3 separate regions of the Zea mays genome follow, and all the other regions are linked to region 1. A link is a contact called in public Hi-C data. All regions are on one chromosome and are shown on one strand. Each heading gives the region's core, a stretch centred on a gene start, on an enhancer-like site or on the middle of the called end of the contact. The rest is flanking DNA. Distances are from core to core; before and after follow the strand shown. Region 1 holds the start of LOC100276258. Region 2 holds the start of LOC103654200 (chaperone protein DnaJ). Region 3 holds the start of LOC100282307.

Evidence for each region. Hi-C and Micro-C count contacts between places; a contact is called where the count stands out from the background.
Region 2: a Hi-C map of ear shows a contact between it and region 1, with 2.1 times the contacts expected there. The contact joins the promoter of LOC103654200 here to the promoter of LOC100276258 in region 1. A contact is called at or near these places in 2 of 25 Hi-C or Micro-C datasets (ear and leaf).
Region 3: a Hi-C map of leaf shows a contact between it and region 1, with 5 times the contacts expected there. The contact joins the promoter of LOC100282307 here to the promoter of LOC100276258 in region 1. A contact is called at or near these places in 2 of 25 Hi-C or Micro-C datasets (both in leaf).

Annotation. Positions count from the first base shown.
Region 1 is chr4:181,218,917-181,222,687 of Zm-B73-REFERENCE-NAM-5.0, reverse strand. It overlaps LOC100276258, which reads left to right and starts at 2,152. Exons shown (of 2, transcript XM_020552740.2): 1 at 2,152-2,609. The coding sequence starts at 2,324.
Region 2 is chr4:181,393,246-181,397,016 of Zm-B73-REFERENCE-NAM-5.0, reverse strand. LOC103654200 (chaperone protein DnaJ) reads right to left here and starts at 1,904. Exons shown (of 7, transcript XR_002269221.2): 1 at 1,425-1,904. It also overlaps the pseudogene LOC103655727.
Region 3 is chr4:181,088,038-181,091,808 of Zm-B73-REFERENCE-NAM-5.0, reverse strand. LOC100282307 reads right to left here and starts at 1,605. Exons shown (of 3, transcript NM_001155219.2): 1 at 1,253-1,605; 2 at 1-280. The coding sequence starts at 1,520.

The sequences.
Region 1 (3,771 bases), core at 903-3,402:
TGACATTTACTGTTAGACAAAAGGTAAAATGTCAAGGACTGAGCAGTCTTTTCCCCTTTAAGTCGATTCCATTCTCCATCACCGTCCCTGTGCTAAGCCGAAGCTTCTTCATCCACAGCTTCGGAGCTAGTTTGTCCTTCTTCCAGATTGCGCTTTTCATACCATGCATGACTTTATCTCAAAGCTGAAGCTTCCTGTAACAGTATATTATACTGGAAAACATGTTAGTTGTGTTTTGAGGACCTTCGGAAGATGATGGCCCCCAACACATACTAACAAGGTGGATCTTATTTCTCGGAAGCCTGTCTCGAAAGAACCTCTAAGTTAAGCGTGCTTGACTTGGAGCAATTCGGGATGGGTGACCGATCGGGAAGTTTTCTCGGATACGCATGAGTGAGAACAAAGTGCGTATAAAATAACTGTGTTGATCTGTGAGGACAATATATGATACTAGAGAGCTGCCAGGAGTAAGTACCTTCGGCCCAGGAATTGAACGTTGTGTTACATTATATGGCCCAATCCGGCCCGCTCACACGAGGATTCAGCCTTCTCACGCTCTGAGCCCACGGGCGCTCCATCTCCTGGTTCGACGAAGCCGCACTCTCCCCATTGTCCTCTTCGTTGGCCTGTAATCCTTGCTCTTTGCTGACACCATCTAGTCGACAGCGATCACAGCTATAGATGTCCAAAAAGCACGTGGCCCGTTAGCCCGGCACGAAGCACGTGTTTTTAGCACGACACGAGCCCGGCACGGCACAGTTTGAAGCGGGCCCGGGCTGAGCCCGGCCCGTAGAGCGTGTCGGGCTCGACAGACATTTGAGCCAGTTGGGCTAGCCCGGGCATGGCCCGTTATCGGTCGGGCCTTTAAACCGGCCCGTTCAAAAACTCAGGTACCGTACTGGGCTGCCATACGTGATGCCCGAACGGCCCACTTTGTCCTAACCCTAAGCAGCCCACACCGCAGCCACCGTCTGTATAAATCGTGCGCGTCCGGCGCCCTAACCCTAACCTAACACACTCTCGCTCCTGCGTCCTGCCTCTCCGTGCGGCGGCGGCGCTCCCTGCTCTCGATCTCGATGCGGCGCTCCCTCCCTCCTTCGGGCCTCGGCGCGGCGCTCCATGCTCCCTCCTCTCGGCGCGGGCCGTGGGCTCCCTCCCCTCGGCGCGGTGCTCCGCGCTCCCTGCTTTCGGCGCGGCGGCGGCGCTCCCTCCTCTCGGGCCTCGGCGCGGCTCTCCCTGCTCCCTCCTCTCGGCGCGGGCCGCGGGCTCCCTCCTCTCGACGCGGCGGCGGCGCTCCCTCCTCTCGGGCCTCGGCTGTGGTGCTCCCTCCCTCCTCTCGGGCATCGACGCGGCGCTCCCTCCCTGCTCTCGGCTCGGCTGCTCCCTCCCTGCTCTCGGCGCGGCGGGCTCCCTGCTCTCTGCTCGGCTGCTTCCTCCCTGCTCTCGGCGCAGCGGGCTCCCTGCTCTCTGCTCGGCTGCTCCCTCCTCCAGGCAGCTCCGGCGGTTGTGTGATTTGCGGGCTCGAGCTGGCCCGGGCTGCTAAATGGGCCGTGCTATTCGGGCCAGCCCGGCACGGTCGGGCCTCCACCGTGCCGTGCTCGGGTAGCTATTTGGGCACGTCGGGCGGCCCGGCCCGGCACGGTTAAGTGATCGGGCTTAACCGTGCCGGGCTCAAACGGGTCGGGCCAAGTCGTGCTCGGGCTGGGCCGGGCCGTGCCGCCCATTTGGACATCTATCTAGCACCGAGTCGGGAGCCACAACACAATGACCTTAGCAATCCGTGAATAAACTATAACCAAACACCACAACAAACACACCAGATAGATCATAGATGTGATGAGTCAATGATTTTTTTTGGATGAAACGCCCGCAACTGACTTGATGAGGGTTTACAATTTCGGACAGAAATTTCCAAAATTTCTGAAATTTTCTGAAATTTTCTTGATTTCGGTGGGGTCCGAAAAAATATGTTTCCGAAATTAATATTTTTAATTTAAGTTATATCATTTTTTGTTTTAAAAATACTAAATCTATTTAATTTTGACCGAAAATTCCCGAAATTTCGGAAATTTTCTATTTTTCGCGATTTCTTTTTCGAAATCGTAAACGCTCCTCAAACTCAAGCCTCCCTCCCTGCCTGCTCATCCGTGCTCAGTGCTCACTCGCCTATGATTCTCCCGTCCCCTTCTCCTCCTCCCATCCCCCTCGAATCAACCAGCAGCGCGATTCGGACCGAAACGAAACGAACCAACTAACTCGCCACCCTCCAAAGCCGCAGCCCCAATCCCACCGCCGGCCAGGCAAGCTGAGCGCGCCCCGCGCCATGTCAGCCATGTCGTCGTCGTTCATAGCGCGGGAGTCGTCTCGAGCGGGCGAGCAACCGCAGCGCGACGAGGTGGTCGTGTTCCATCCCCGCCCGTGGGTGGCACTCTCCTTCATCCCCGTCGTCCTCGGCGCCAACGACAAGCGGGCATGGATGCTCGCGCCCGGTGCCTGCGACATCCTTCTCGACCTCCAGCCCCCGCAGGTCGGCGCCTCCTACCTGGTCCTGCCCGAGCGCCCCTTCATGGTCATGTCCGCTTGCTCCGACCGCCTCCTCTTCATGGGGGTTACAGCGAAGGTATGCTTCCACACACTGGTTCACACGCTCGGTCTGACCGTCCGACTGAGGATGATAGGCGCTGCTCATTAGCTCTATTGCAGGAAGAAGTAATGGGAAGTGCTGGAAGAAGGGAAACCAGAAAAGGAGAAGTGGTGGTATATTCTAAGGCTCCCATGAGAATGCCTCCTATGGCTGGACAGTCAAGTTCCCTGTTAACAGGTCGAAACCCAGTGATCCCTGACGATCGACGTAAACCACTAGTAGGCAACAGTCGGGTGGGTGACCAAAAGCTTACAGCCTTGAAGAATTATAGAAGGGCAAGGGGCCTTTGTTTCAAATGTGGGGAAAATGGAATCCTAGCCACAGTTGTTCTAACAGTGTACCACTGCATGTAGTGGAGGAAATGTGGGCTGTTGTGTCTCATGGTGAAGAAGATGAAAAGTCCGAGGAAACAGATGATTCTCCAGAAAAGGTTGTTGAGGAGGAGGTGTTAGCTATTTCTGAAGCAGCAGTACATGGTGGTGAGCATAACAAGACCATCAAATTGTGGGCTTATATTCAGGGATGCCAGATGTTGGTGTTGGTTGATTCTGGAAGCTCGGGTAGTTTCATGAGTAACCACTTTATTGAGGTAGTAAAAGGGGTTCAGAAACTGCCACATCCGCTTCAGGTGAAGGTGGCTGATGGTAATACCTTGTGGAGTGAATATTGGGTACCTGATTGTCCCTGGTTATGTAATGGCATCAATTTCTACGCTGATTTTAAATTTTTACCACTGGCCGGTTATGACATTGTGTTAGGAATGGACTGGCTGGAAAAATTTAACCCCATGTCCATACACTGGATGGATAAGTGGATGGAGTTTGAATATCAAGGTAAGGTAGTTCAGCTGCAAGGGGTGAGACCCAAATTACAGTCATGTACTCTTCTGTCTAGTATCCAATTAACTGGACTAATCAGACAAGAAGCTGTGGAGCATGTGTTGGAGCTCAGAACTGTCACAGAATCCAACAAGGAAGTTGTTCCGGTGCAAATACCTCCGGAAATTGCAGCAGTGATAGAGAAGTATCAGGAATTGTTTTCTACACCTCAGGGACTGCCACCAAAGAGGCCATTTGATCACTCTATTCCCCTATTACCTGGAGCAACAGCTTTCCGGTTACGACCCT
Region 2 (3,771 bases), core at 655-3,154, 170 kb before region 1:
CGGCGCTGTCCCAAGCAAACTCAGCACGCTGCTGCTATTCGTCAGTGCTCTGGTTAAAGTTAAGCGCATAGCTCTGGTAGTCGTAGTTGAAGGTCCCCAGCTGCTGCTTCCACCGCCGCGTGACGCCGCTCCCATGTTGAGCGTTGCGCCTCACCGTCCGGGATGTTGCCGCCCTGCAGCATTTTCACCTCGCTCATGTCTTTTGTCGTCTGGTCTTCGTTGTAATCGCCATTTGGAACTCCCTCTTCTCTGGCGTCGCTGCTCGTGGCGTGCTGCTGCTACGGCCAAGGCCACTGTGGCAAGCCCGCTGCAGTCAAGAAGAGAATATATGTAGCCGCGTCGGTCCCAAGGACAGAGGTAGAGGTGGTGTGCTGTTCGGCTGGAGGTAGACGAAGGCAGATTATATCCAATCAATTTTTCGTTTTATTAAATTGCGAAAAAGGCATTTTAGCGTATGGGTCTTCCTTGATAATGGCATATAAGCTAAGCCCTTTAAAATAATGGCAAAGTGATGAAACCCATTTGCCATAATGGCAAGATTCCAAATTTCTCGCGCCAATGTATCCACCTGCAAACTCGAATCGCCCAAGGAGAACACTTTTCTCTCTCTCCACAACAACTCCACCAAGCAGGGGCGGATCCAGGGGGCAAAGTGGGCCATGGCCCCCCCTCAATTTTGTACACCCTTTTATGCCTAATAATTATTTGGTATTAAATGTAGAAAAAAAATCAAAGTTTTAGATAGTATAAAGTCTTGTTCTAAATCTCTAAAACTAATAACTAGTTGCTAAAATTAGCTGAGAGGTTTAGAATGGATCAACTAATTGTTAGCTATACCCCTTAAATAAGTATTAGTTGCTAGATGCTCCAACCTAGCTAAAACCAGTTAACAGTTAGCTCTAGAGGTTTAGAACATGGCCTAAAACAACCATGTTATAAGCCTGCTCGTCGGATCCTCTTGGTCCAGTCCTTGCATCTACCAGTCTGACCCTAATCTTTCCGACACCACCTAAATCAGTCTACTCGCTGTCCCGTTTCCGCTGCCGACCCATTCTCGATGCGACGGCACCCGACTTCGGGCCTTCCTGGCGCCTCCGTCCCTTGTCCTGTTTTTATCGTGACGTCGATCCGCTCGACAAGATCTGCCTCCGTCCCTTGTCCTGTTTTTGTCGTGACGTCAATCTGCTCGACAAGTTAGATCTTGCTCGTCACAACGATATGGCTTGTCCCTTGCGGTTGGTGAGCTTGGCGAACTAGAAAATCATGGCTCTCATGTAGTCTCTTTGGCCCCTCATGAATTTTCGTCCAACGTCCGCCGCTGCCACGCGCGATGCTGGATAGCTAGATCAACAACGATATGCAGCAGCCAGCAGCAAGTAACGAGGAGCGGAGAGACGCGAAATCAGGAACCGAGTTGCTCTCACCTTGGCGAGCTTCCGGTAAGCGACCTTGAGGTCGGCGTCGGAGCACTCCTTCTTGAGCCCGAGGACAGCGTAGAGGTCGCCGCCGCCCTCCGCCGCCGCGTCGCCGCACTTCTCTACACCGGCGTCCATGGCGAGAGGAGACGCGTAGCTCCCCCCCCCCCCCCCCCCCCCCCCCCCGGCAGCACGTAGGTACAGGTACGCGGCCGCCGCCCACGGGCCACGGGTGCAGCGACGGCAGCCCCCGGCGGGGCGCGCGCGCGTAGAGGCGACGCCGGCGGTGGGGGAGGAGGGAGAGAAGGGGAAGGAAGCGAGCGGATGGCGCTGTTGCTGCTGCTTCGTTCTTCCCCTCCCTCCCTCCCTGAGCTCTGTCTGCCTCCACGCGACGCAGGAAGCCTCCAGAAACTCGGCCATGCCCACTTGCCCGTTAATTAATAATATCTTGCTCTCGTCGCAGGAAATTCCGAATTTTTGTCTTTTTTCCGGCTCGCTCTGTTTGCCTGTTTCCAGATGGTAATGTATATGTGTCGTCGGGAAAACAAGAAAAAGCCTCCAAGTCGCGTTTTTAAAATTAGCCGAAATTTTAAAGGCTTTTTAGTGCAGATCGTCAACTCATTTTTGTTTGACGGGAAGTGAGGGGGTGTTTGGTTTTAGGGACTAATGTTTAGTCCCTTCATTTTATTCCTTTTTAGTGTATAAATTGCTAAATATAGAAACTAAAATAAAGTTTTAGTTTCTATATTTGGCAATTTAAGAACTAAAATGGAATAAAATCTAGGGACTAAACATTAGTCTCTAGAAACCAAACACCCCCTGAATCTACTAATAAGCAGAACAATTACAACTTTCAAACCTACAGACTATAAAAATGTATGCTAAAGTATTTTGGAGTCGTTAGAGCCTTTTTGGCGGTTGGACTTATTTTCATAATCTCATTTTAAAATCTGAAAATGAGAATCTGATTATGAACCAAACAGTTTGTGTTGTACATTAGATTTTATGCTTAGAATCTCACAATCTTCCTGTAAGCTGATAATAACATTTGCATTGGATTTGGTATAATATTAGATGTCCTAGAATCTAAATGAATCAAACACCGCCTTAGTAAACAATCTTCACATCTAAGCCACGTCGATGTCGTTGACTATCTACCCGATTGGTTTGTTGCTCAAGTGTGACTAGCCTTATGTGGCCCTAGCCGGTTAGATTGCATCCATCTATAAAGGATAATAGAATAAGTGGCGCCCTTACGGACGCCCTATCAAGACAATAGAATTCTTGAGTAAATTGCTATATACCTTTCATATAAATCGTTCTCGAGTTTTGGCAGATTGGGGCAATAGTAATAAAATACTTTAGGTGTGCATGAGACTATCACGATAATTAATGAGCATACAATATATGTTGTTCTAACCAGACACACCAATCGATGTAGATGCAGATGTACAAACAGAGTGCACAAAATTAAATTCTAGTTGATTCAAAAACATATCAATTTTGTAATACATCGCACCTCCCAAAATTGTTGATTCTAAAATTGCCCAAGAGGATCTAGTTAGTACATTGAGAAAGCAAGATAAGTTCCTGACGCACAGTACAAATTTCGACCAGATTACTTCCTTGTCATGCTAATGCTGCTTAGCTGCTATCTGTAGTCCAAGTGTCCAACGGGGTATTTCAAAATAGTACAACAGGCTGCTTTGGTCAGAGCTCACAGCCTTAGGGAAAGCATTGCTATCCGCAAAAAGCAAAGAATGATCATGGAATGTGCAGGCCGCGGATTAAAGCGAACGCAAAAGCCAGGCACAAAACTTGACATTAGCAGTAAAAGTCCATGTCCCAATCCTGTAACTTCATCTACAACAAATGTACTTTGACGAGACAATCGACATTAGTAAAACAGACACCGCTAAAATCTACTTCTGCACCCAAATGGAACGATCTTTCTTACTGAAAATGCCGAGGTATAGATCCTTGTTTCCAGCGACCCTTCCAATCCGAGACTGTCATCTTCCTTTCTGGTGGTGCCTGCAATGCAGTTAGCGTGTACATTGAGATGATCTCTAAGGAAGCGAAATGCGGTGGCATAGTAGTCTGTGCAAACGAACCTCGTCACCCCTCGGTAGATGGAAGCGCCTCGAGAAAATCCACTGCTTCTCCTGTGTGTGATGGTCAGTATCAGCTTTAGGAAACGCAGGAACACATCGATGAAGCAAGGCTGTTACGATGCACATGCACGCAGAGCACTGACCTTCTCAAATGTGCAATGAATTCTTGCTTTGTCATGCCTTTCATCTCCTCGAGCTCATCTCGATAGTTTTCTACCTGCCAAACGAAGTGTGCTATGAAA
Region 3 (3,771 bases), core at 356-2,855, 130 kb after region 1:
GAACGGCACTTCTGACCAACTGCTGGTGCATCAGGAAAGTTAACCTTGGCCTTCTTGCCACGAATCCTGCGCGCTTCAGCATCATAAGCTCTTGCAGCTTCCTCCGGACTATTGAAAGTACCAAGCCAAACACGAACGCCCTTCTGGGGATCTCTGATCTCAGCAGCCCACTTACCCCAAGGGCGCTGGCGGATACCCCTGTATTGATTCTTCCTCTTCCTTTTGGCCAACCTTGCTGCAGGGGCATCATAACCAGCAGTAGTCATGGTGCTTAAGCCATCTGCAAGCAGGAAAGAATCAAACCTTAGTAACATTGCCTCTGTCAATGATATATATGCATATTGAGTTATGAAGCAACATCACAACCAAAATTAACATTCTCCATGCGCATCTATTTCATATTTGCAGAAAGCACAGTTCAAAACACGATAAATATGAAAGCCCAAGATTCTACACAACCCTGGTGCCATCAAATAAATCATTATTATGCAATCATATCTAAAACTTCCACTATAGACGATACTGCACATTAGAACCCATTTGCAGACACGGGACCAGAAATCTGACCTTCCTAAACTTTGCAAACTGCAAGCATTTGGACAATTAATCAGGCCTAGTGACTCTTCATTACTTGCAACGAAATACAATCATACAAGGAACCATATAAACAGCAGATGCATGTGAATATATAATCATGTGCTCAAGCTCAACACCATAAATCGCGTAGGGTAGTTTAAAAGAGTCTAGAACAATCCCCACGAAAATTCATAGGCTACAGACATATCAAGTGATACCACAAGTTCAGAACTATTTAAATAATATGCATCTAATGTAACTAATCATGCACAAACGGTGGAACGCCCAGATCCAACACTCGAAGAACCGAGTTGTGTTCCCACGACTCCCAGGTGGGCAACCAAAACAGACTATTTTGCCCATTACAGAATTGTAACTCGAATGAAAAAGAAAGCGACAGACTTCATCCCAATCGGATACCATAAAATCATCTAATAAGTTGCAGAATCCCCTACAAGCCAAAACTTAATCTAAATAGTAAACACAAATCCCCTCGCTTTTTTCTTTCTTCGTCCCCGGTCCATTCCAACCACCGAGTCGCACCTCAAACGCGCACCGTACCAGCCCCCTTAAAATTCCTCAACTAACTCGTAGATTCTAGTCGTCCGCATCAATCAAACGCAAAAAATACATATACAGCCATAGAAAATAAGCCGCCTCGAGCTTGAGCCAATACCTCTGGAGAAAGTACTCTTGGCGGCGAAGGGCTTGATCTCGATGACGTCGTCGTCAGCCCCTTCCCCGAGCTCCAAATCCGAATCACCGGAGTCGGCTTCAAAGTCCTCGAAGTCGGCCTCGAAGTCCTCATCGTCTTCCGCCGCGAACGAGCGCCTCCCGCCGGCGCCGCCCCTCTTGGGCTTCTTCTTCTGCTGCCAGATGTCCCGCTCCGTGAGCCGGCGCGGCGCCGGCTCGCGGAGCTCGGCAAGGATCGCGCCGCCGCACATGGCTCAGTCGTCGTCGGGAGCTCCGGCGCCTGTAAACAAATCGGTGGCTTGCGACTTGCGAGAGCGAAATGGTGGACGAAACTTTGGAGAGCGCGGACGGGGCGTGGGCCCTATATATTGGCTGGCCGCCACTGGCACAGTCTGCAGGCGGCCAGGCGCGTGGGGGTGGGGGGGGGGAGAGGGAGAGGGAGGGAGGTGCGATGGGGTCCACACGTCAGTCGACGGAGGCGAAACGGAAAGCTACAGCAATAATGGTACAAAGTAGGCAGAAGATAGCTAGGACTAGTATATTTGCGAAATTGCTCCTTCGTGGATGTAGAGGTCTGCAGAGGTACATCTCAAAATCTACTCTCAATCTAGATGATTAGACATTAATACTTTGATATCCAATGCTCCGATGTCAACTTTAGAGTATTGAGATTTTATAAAAAAACAACCTCTAAAATATTTATTAACATAATGTAGCATAACTATACCCCATGCGACGAAAAATAGGTGTTCCATATATTGTGTTGATGCGAATATAACTAATAAATATGTGCCAAAGTTGTGCCTTCATATCAAGGGCTACATCATCATTCTCTCTAATTAGTCACATGACTAGCAAACATACGCCTCATGTTTTGCAAACAAAACCAGCAACAGACATTTAATTGTGGAAACGGACGTCGAGTGTTGTCGATAAAACTACGTCACTTTCACATGTCTAAGGTAAGGTCATAAAATAAATGGTTGTCTTGGCATAATTTGCGGGCACATAAGTGCCCAAACACATGGGGCCCAAATCATTCGGTAGAGCGTCAAGCGGAAGCCACTGGGTTAGAAACGGAAAAGCTATAGTAACAACGGTGCGATAGCCGGAAGATAGAAAGGACTAGGACATTTTAATATTGCCCCTCACTAGATTGGAGTTTTACAAAGGCACACCTTAAATCTACTCACAGTTTAGGTGATTAGCCATTAATGCTTTGACATCCATATCTTCAATGTCAAATTTGAAGCATTGGAATGTTTAGAAAACGACATCCACCATATTTATTAATATATATTATAGCATAATTATAACCCCATACAATGAAAAATAGGTGTTCCATATGATGCACCTATGCAAATAGAACTATTAAATATGTGCCAAAATTGTGTCTTCTGTGAAGGGGTACATCACCATTTTCTCTAATTAATATTTATCACATGACTAGCAAACGTGATTTCGATGGTACCTCATTTTTTGTGAACAAAGCCAATAGAAAACATTTAATCGAGAAAATGGACGTCGGTCATTGCCATAAAAAACTATGCCAATTTCGCATGCCTAAGGCATCATGAAACAAACGGTTGCCTTGGCATAATCTTCGAGCACATAAGTGCCAAAACACATAGTGGAGCCCAACATCATTTGGTAGAAGCATCAAGTGGAAGTCATGAGGATAGAAACGAGAGAGCTATAGTAACAATGGTGTGATAACTGGAAGATAAAAAGGACTATGACATTTTCATATCGCCATTGACTAGATTATAGTTTTACAAAGGTGCGCCATAAATTTACTCTTAGTCTAGGTGATTATCCATTAATATTTTAGTATTCAATGCTCCAATTTCAACTTTGGATATCAAAATTTTAGGGAAAACAGCCTTCAAAAAAATTATAAATATAGTACAACATAATTATAACCCATATGGTGAAAAATAGATGTTCCATATATTGCGCCAATGCAAATAGAACTACTAAACATGTGTTAAAGTTGTGTCTTCATGACAAGGGGTACATCACCATTCTCTCTAATTTCTTTGGTCACGTGACTAGCAGACGTAATTTTAGACGCCTCATGTTCTGTAAACAAAACTAGCAGCAAAACAGTTAATTATGGAAATAGACGTTGAGCATTTTCGATAAAACCATGTCACTTTAACATGACTAAGGTACGATCATAAAATAAATGGTTGCCTTGGCACAACTTGTGGGCACATAAGTGCTATAACACATGGTGGGCCCACATCGTTCACCAGAAGCATCAAGTGGAAGCCATAAGGTTACATATGGAAAAGAATAGAGCATTTTAATATTGCCCCTCATTAGATTGGAGTTTTATAAATGCACATCTTAAATCTACTATCAGTCTAGTTGATTGCCCATTAATGCTTTGGCATCCAAAGTTTCAATGTCAATTTTGGAACATTGAAATTTAGGAAGACAACCTCCATAATATTTATTAATATATATATATAGATAGATATAGTATTTAGAGCCCTA